Linked DNA regions of Mus musculus: region 2 is linked to region 1. Evidence: chromatin contacts called from public HiChIP or PLAC-seq data. All regions are on one chromosome and are shown on one strand. Each heading gives the region's core, a stretch centred on a gene start, on an enhancer-like site or on the middle of the called end of the contact. The rest is flanking DNA. Distances are from core to core; before and after follow the strand shown. Region 1 holds the start of AU040320 (expressed sequence AU040320). Region 2 holds the start of Gjb4 (gap junction protein, beta 4).

The links. HiChIP or PLAC-seq counts read pairs in DNA pulled down with a chosen protein or histone mark.
Region 2: a contact with region 1 is called in a FOXA1 HiChIP or PLAC-seq map of pancreatic cancer cells. The contact joins the promoter of Gjb4 here to the promoter of AU040320 in region 1.

What each region holds. Positions count from the first base shown.
Region 1 is chr4:126,752,002-126,755,710 of GRCm38.p6, forward strand. AU040320 (expressed sequence AU040320) reads left to right here and starts at 1,769. Exons shown (of 21, transcript NM_133886.2): 1 at 1,769-1,994. It overlaps Ncdn (neurochondrin), which reads right to left and starts at 1,428. Exons shown (of 7, transcript NM_011986.4): 1 at 970-1,428; 2 at 1-80. The coding sequence starts at 1,002.
Region 2 is chr4:127,352,491-127,356,199 of GRCm38.p6, forward strand. It overlaps Gjb4 (gap junction protein, beta 4), which reads right to left and starts at 1,591. Exons shown (of 2, transcript NM_008127.4): 1 at 1,543-1,591. It overlaps Gjb5 (gap junction protein, beta 5), which reads right to left. Exons shown (of 2, transcript NM_010291.3): 2 at 2,319-3,709. The coding sequence ends at 3,044.

The sequences.
Region 1 (3,709 bases), core at 519-3,018:
CGCTCCAGGGTGGGGTTTCGGCTCTCTGCCTGGTTCAGAGCTGGCTCACAATCCGAGGCCATGATGCCCGCCTTGCCCAACTGTGAACACAAGAGGGACTGAGCATCCCTCTGCAGAGGAGGGGCGGGGGCGGGGGTGGAAGTGGAGGATGTAGGGAGGGATTAGCACAGAGGGAGGGGGGGTGGATTTGGAAGGGTGGCTTCCTCATGACTGACCTCCCTTGGGGGAGCCCCTTTAAGAGGCTGGACCTACAAATTCTTTAGGATGAAGAAGGGACCCTGGTCCAAGGTCACCTCCAGAAAAGTGGGATATGAGGACCATGCATGCCGCTGCTCAGCTGGACAGCTTTCCTCACCAGTCTAGAAGTGGGAAGGAGCTGGCCCAACTGCTCAGCAGCCCCTGGCACCAGACACCGGGTTTTATCTCTCTCCAGGAGGCACACGAGGAGTGAGCGGTGAGGACAGACAGGGAGGAATGCAGACAGACACGGGTCAAGTTCGATTATCCGGACTCACGCCGACAAGGAAGAAAAGGACATTCTAGGGTTCCTTTCCCCTCCCTTCTTCAGAGAAAGTAGACTGGCTTCAGCAGGAGTGAGAAGGCAAGCTCTCCAGAGAAGGCTTTGAAGACTCCCCTGTGGACCCACCCCTCCAGCCAGGGCTCTTAATCGCCCCCGCAGCCTCCTTGCCTTCTCTTCTTTCCCTCCCTCGGGCAGAGGCTGCAGAGGCTGCAGAGGCTGCAAGAGCAGGAGCTGCAGCTGCTGCTGCAGCAGCAGCAACATTAACCCCTTGTGCTCCCTGTACTCTCCCTGTCCGTCCCGCTAACAGCCTGTGGGTGCCGGCACTGGCTGGAGAAGGAAAGAGGGGTCGGGTGGCTCTCAGGATAACAGAATCCAAAAGCCGGATAATCGAAGCGGGGCTGCAGTGATGGAGAGATGAGAAGGGGAGAAGGGATCCTGGCGGTCACCACCTGTCCCGCCGCAGCCAGGTCACAACACGACATTGATGAAGTCGAACGACAGGGCAGCGATGAGATCACACTTCACGATGGCGCGGTGATGTCACGGAGAGATCACAGCGAAATCACGACATGAAGGGGACAGCCCCCAAATATGATAGGGCAAATTTAAAAAAATATATAGGTAGATAGATAAATACTGAAAGGGGTTGTGACAAAATGGAGTCTCGACAGGGTACGGTGATGTCGAGATATGGCACGATGGAGTCGCGATAGGGTCCCTGGGGAGTCTCGGCATCGATCAGCGCCGGTTCGGAGAGGCTCCGGCTGAGATGCAGGGGAGGGCTTGAAGGGGGCTGAGCTCACCAGGCTGCGGCCCCGAGCGGCGAAGTCTTTCTCCGGGCGCGATGCTCCGGGAGCCTGGGGCTGCTGCTCACGCCGCGTTGCCCACTCTTGGCTCCAGGCTGCTACAGCTCCACCCCCACCCCCGCATCGCTCTCGACCAATCGGCGCTGGGCTCACTCCGCACTCTGACCAATGGCACAGCAGGGCGCTAAGCAGTAGGGGGGCGCCTCCGGTGCGGCCATCTTGCTTGTGGGCAATTGCCCGAGTCTGGGGCCTGAGTGCTCGAGCTAAGGAGGAAAGGTGCGGGCCGCCCCGCAAGGGCTCGCGGCCAAAGGCTGAGGGCCCGGACGTCCTCGCTTGTGCGTAGCTCTCCCCTCAGCGCCGCCCCTCCTCCCACTTTTGGGCTCGCGGCTGGAATTGCGCTTCCGGAGGGTGGGGGCAGGAGGACTGGCTCAGCGTGAAGAGTATGTTTCCGGGTTGAGCCCCGGGAGGTGGGAAGGAGGCGGCGTTTCCGGCCGCGGTCGCTGTCCAGGGAGGCTGAGGCAAGAGGGAGCTGTCCGGGTGGGGAGCCAGCACTTCCTTCTTCCTCCTCTGCGTGAGGGGAGAGAAGGTTGGGGGTCCCCGAGCCCATGGATCGGGAGGAGGCGGAGGCCGCCGAGAGCCGGCACCCCTCTATGTGGCCCTGAGCCCCGGTAGGTGGCCGGGGCGGCTGACTGCCAGGCCGAGGACCAGGAGCTCAGGGGAGGGGCAGAGGCGGGACGGGCGATGCCTCGGGTACGCTGGTCCGGCGTTGGGACCCGGAGATGGCGCTCCTGGCTGGGACAGGACAAATCTGCTGCTTCTAGCCTTGCAGGTGCCAGAGTCCCAATCTGAACCCCTCCGCTTTGGGACTCAGGCCTGGTCAGGCAGCTCCCTCTATTCCCTGACATATGGGCAGACCAGGCTGAGGCACTGCGGTCCTTATGATACTCTCGACCTCTGCAGCCTCGTCCCGAGTTGCTGTCTCTGGTGTTTGATGATCTTCCCATCGAGATTAAAAGAAAAGAAAAGGGAAAAAAAAAAGTTGATACAGAATAAAGGGGGCGGGGCTGGGCTCGTTGGCGAAAACCTTCCTCCTTGAGAATTTTGACAATTATGCCCCTTAGAGGGTCCTGCGGTGGCTGCAGTGAGCACAAAAAGCGAACTGAAGGAAGTCAAAGTAGAAGACCTCAGGCGGGGTTCCAGGAATGCTTTGCCTGGTCTCATCTCACGGTGGTTGTGCCCAACTGACAATAGAAGCTGTTAAAGCTCCTTAGCTGACTCTCCTTGTGCTATCTTGTGATTAACAGACTGGAAACTAGGAACAAATTGGAAAGACGACCTCCTAGAACAATCTGTTCATTTTTCCAGCTATTTGGAAAACAGTGTTTGCAAATATAAGCAAAGCTATTCATGCAGTCTGTTCTGTAACTTTCTCAAACATCTAGGACTTTTTTCTTTCTTTCTTTCTTTCTTTCTTTCTTAAAGCTTTATTCTTGATTACTCACACCCGTTGAATAGACCGGCTCTGTCGTTATTCAAACATATCTTATCGCTGTGTATATAAATGGAGTTCCACGTATGTAGCTGACAGACTGAACTATGATACATTCCCCATCAACCTGAAGTATTAAGTAAACATTACCCCCTGCTGTATCTGAACAGCTGCTGCAACAGCGTGCTTTTATTTCGGGTGTACTTGTAACGCCCTAAATGCCAGAACTACCGGGAGCTTTTCTAGATTTTCATTTGTCGAGTATTGTGGGGGTGTGTGTGTTCTCTCCCTGGGTTGCTACCCTTTGATTTGATAACAAACATTTTGGGTCTTAGCAGTGTTTTGTCGTTCCTGCCTCTGGTCAGCAAGCCTTTAACTGGACCCTAGCAGTGATTTGTGCCCATAGGCAATTGTAGGTTTGAGCCGAGTAAATGGCTAGGAGTGCAAATGAGATTAGCTCTGCCTCTCCCATGCACTTGTAACCAGTTTGCTAGTCCAATGGTATTTATTACTCCTGTTTTCAAAGCCTTCTCCTTTCTTTTTTGCTTTTCCCACCCACGTGCCAAGATATTGATGACAGGTGTTGAGTCACCTTTAGTTTTAAATCCTTTTGTGGTAGGCAGAAACGAGAACACACTCACGAACACACACACATACACTCTCTCAGCTCCATCCTGGGAGGCTAGCGAAGTTTCCGAGTATAGCTTCTTAGGCTACACCTCATGATCTTTTCAATGTGTTTGTGGCCTACACACCTCTTTTCTGACCCATGTGCCCTAATGTACAATTACGGGAAAACTAGACTAGGAAAGGGTAGAAGAGAGTGAGAGAGATAAGAGTCCATTCGGTGCCTATGGCTCAGAGAAAGGCATTACCTCAATTTGGAGTTTTATG
Region 2 (3,709 bases), core at 341-2,840, 600 kb after region 1:
AACAAGCACATGGAAGATCAACACCACATACGCCCTGCCAGCCAACCCGTGTCTCAACCACAGTGGCCCAGAGACTTCTAGAGTCAGATGGCTTTGGGGACTGGATGAAGGCAAGAAGGGACAGGGTAGGCAGGCCTTAAGTGGGTGTCAGATTCATTGCATTTTTCCTGAACCCAGCATGGGCAGGGCTCTGGGTTGGGAATGCCCACTCTGACTCCTTGGGAGATTTCTCAGAGCAGTTTCCATCCTTACTCCTTTGTGGCTCTGGAACTTTGTGAGACATCCCTTTCCAAACTAAACAAAGGCTCTTCTGCAATCGGTGTGGCTTGGCCTCTTTCCCACCCTGCTGTGTCAGTGCAGAACAGACAGGCATTCTTTTTTATTCATCTCTTTTATTGTCTTGAGATCTGGACCACAGTTGGTCCCTCTGGAATTCCAACCATTTCATGGGTATGTGTATGTGTATGTGTGTGTGTGTTTGTGTATGTATGTCTGTGTTTGTGTGTGTATGTATATGTGTTCGTGTGTGTGCACATATGTATGTGTATTTGTGTGTTTGTGTGAGTACATCTGTGTGTTTGTGTGTGTGTTTGTATATGTGTGTGTTGCTGTGTGTATGTATGTGTTTGTGTGTGTATGGGATAAGGATTGTATGTGTGCATTTGTGTGTGTATATATGTGTATGTAAGGGATAAGGATTGTATGTGTGTGTTTGTATGTGTATGTGTGTTTGTGTATGTATGTATGTATGTGCGTGTGTTTGTGTTTATGTGTGTGTATTGTGTGTTTGAATGTATGTGTGTGTTTGTATGTGTGTATTATGTGTTTGTGTGTATATGTGTGTTTGTGTGTGTGTGTATGTTGTATGTGTGTGTGTGTGTGTGTGTGTGTGTGTATAAGGGATAAGGAGGAGGCAGGGGCTGGGTACCGGCATGGTCTTTGCCCCACCACTGATCTTTCTTCCCAGGTGCACCCCTCTTCTCTGACTGCCTAATTAGTGGCTGGCTGAGAGTCATGTCTCTCATTTTCATACAGGCCATGTTTGTGTACCCCAGCCTTGTGCTCCCTGGCTCTGGGGTACTTAGGGTGTTCCATCTCAAGCCGTCCTTGTACCATCCCTGACTCAGCTCCTGGTTTCTGCAGCCATGTATCCCTGGGACACGTGCTGAGGCCCCTCTGTCTTCCACTGCAGGGAGCATCACCCATACCTCATTGGCCCAGGCTTCCTTGTTAGCCTGCTGGAGGCTGGAAGGCAAACTGGACGTCTCTGTCTCCTGGGACAAAGCTTTTTGTCAGGCCCAGTGCATTCTCAATGGATCCTAGCTGAACTGAGCTATGGCTTACTCTTTCCCAATCTCTTCTGGATTCTCCTCTGGTCCTCTGTCCTCTGTATAGCACATTTCCTTTCCTCTGTGGAGTTTTCCTAGTGTTCTTTCAGGGTCCCTGCCCACCCCTGGTTCCCTTTGGGAAGCTAAGTCCCCAGCCCTAGGTTTCCCCGGGGACCTCCCCCCACAGCCGTCTCCAGCTGTATTCGGTCCTCACCCTTCTTGGGTCCCCGTGTCCTCACTCTCCGGTGCCGGCTTGTCTGTCTGCCTGAGGCCGTCCTGGAGGCAGCTTTTGTTCCTCACTTACCAGCAGGGTGGGGCTTTCTGAGCCAATGAGCCAAGAGAGAGTGCTGGAGTGGGTAGGCAGGCTGGGCAGAAGGACTTCCCTGGGCACAGTGGCAGAGCAAACACCTGTGGCTCATCTCTTGGGCCCACGCCTTCCTCCTCCTGCCTGTCTGGGTTGGTAGGTATGTGGGTGGGACTGGAGTGATGGAGGCTGGAGTTTGGTATCAAAATGTCCAGGTACAGGATGGTGCTAGTGACACAGATCCTGTTCCTTTCAGCTTGCCATGTGTGTCCCTCTTCCTGTGCCCTGGTTCCCAACTCTCTCTTTTGGCCTCAGGCAACTGGTTCTGAGATCCTTAGCGGCTGGTTTTTATGGAAGGGGATAGCCTTGATTCAGCCTGTGACTTGTGCCACGCTGGTGGGGAATATATATTTTCTGTTTTGGAACCCAGATAAGCCACCTGGATTTTCGAGGCCCACTGCCCTGCTGGAGACAAGGAATGCAGGCTGGTGATTTCAAAGGCTGCTGTTGGCTTGGTGCCAGGCCTGTAACCTTGTTGTGTGCCCTGTGGTCCTAGGCTTCTGCTGGAAATGGCTCTGGAGAAGCTGGAGTGTGGTCCAGCAGGGGCTACAGAGGGGTGCTGGGCTTGCGTCCAGCAGAGACAGTGAAGGTTAATAATGTACACCCAAGGAAGGGCCCCTCTGCTTCACTTCACACAAGCATTTATTATTGAGCACTCCCTAACAGCAGTGATTCACACGTACGTGGCCTTTTTGGCTGGCTAACTCTGGTCGTGCCAGGTACTTGCCATTGCTCACAGTGACCCCCACAGGCAATGCATTAGGAACTCAGCTGAAGTTGTCCGAGTTCTGATGCAGCCACGCTTACTCAGAGTCTGGGTGTTTTCCATCCCAACATACGGTTCTGCCAAACTCCATCATCTCTGCAGACACCCACAGCCCAGACTTCCAGCTGGGACAAAAGGTTAGCTTTGGAACAGCCCTGAGGAAAAGTTAGATACTCCTTTTCTAGAGGAGAGGGAAACCCCTTGACTTCAGGAAGGGTACAAAGGCCAAGACCCAAAGGACACCTTGAATCTGTAAACCCATTTATCTTTATTTAGCTCTCACCCTGGGCCACACAGGAAGGCATTTGCTCATCGGTGCCTTCGTGAAACTCCCCTCCCAGGAGCCCTGCGAAGTGGCCCTCGGTGTGTTTATTTAACAGAAAAGGAAATGGAGGTACAGAGGAGAGGGGTGACTCAGCGAAGGCCAGTCAGCCGGGAGGCACAACTGGATCCCAAAGCTCTGGGAGTCCTCCCTTTTGCTTGCCTCCAATGCCAACTCAGCTCTTCTCCCCATCAGCTACATTCATGAGAGATTCTGGAACCTTCCAGGTCATGCCCACCCTGCCAGTCCAGTCTAGGGACCCTTCACAGAATGGTTTTCTTCACGTGGGCTCGAGGGCGGTCTGGTAACAGAGGCGGGTGAGCGTCCGAGCCCAGAAAGATGAGGTCGCATGAGAGGAAGTCCTTCTCTTTGCTAGGAGAGTTGGCCCAGTTTGGGTCATTCTTTGCATGTGCAGTGGGTGGTCTCCTCAGCTGCGCACACTCAGAACACCGCTTAATCACTAGGTAGATCAGCTCCACAAGGTTAAGCAGGATGCAGATGACGGCCGTGACCACCATGAAGACAATGAAGATGTTTTTCTCGGAGGGCTTGGCAATGAAGCAGTCCACTGTGTTGGGACACGGCTCCGCATGGCACTTGACCATAGAAGGGAGGGTATATCTGGGATAGAATGCGTGGAAGAGGTAGAGGAAGATAATGTCTATGGTGGCCTTGAACGAGAGGCTGAAGACGTATGTCCACCAGAGTCCACCCCGCTTCTTGCCGGGATTCGGGTAAAGGTAACCTTCACCAATCTTTTCCTGGTACTTCTTCTCTCGAGCCTTTCGATAGGCCACATGCATGACCACAAGCAAAGAGGGGCAGGTGACCAGGATGAGCTGCAGAGCCCAGAGGCGCACGTGAGACACGGGGAAGAACTCATCGTAGCAGACATTGGTACAGCCCGGTTGCCTGGTGTTGCAGTCAAA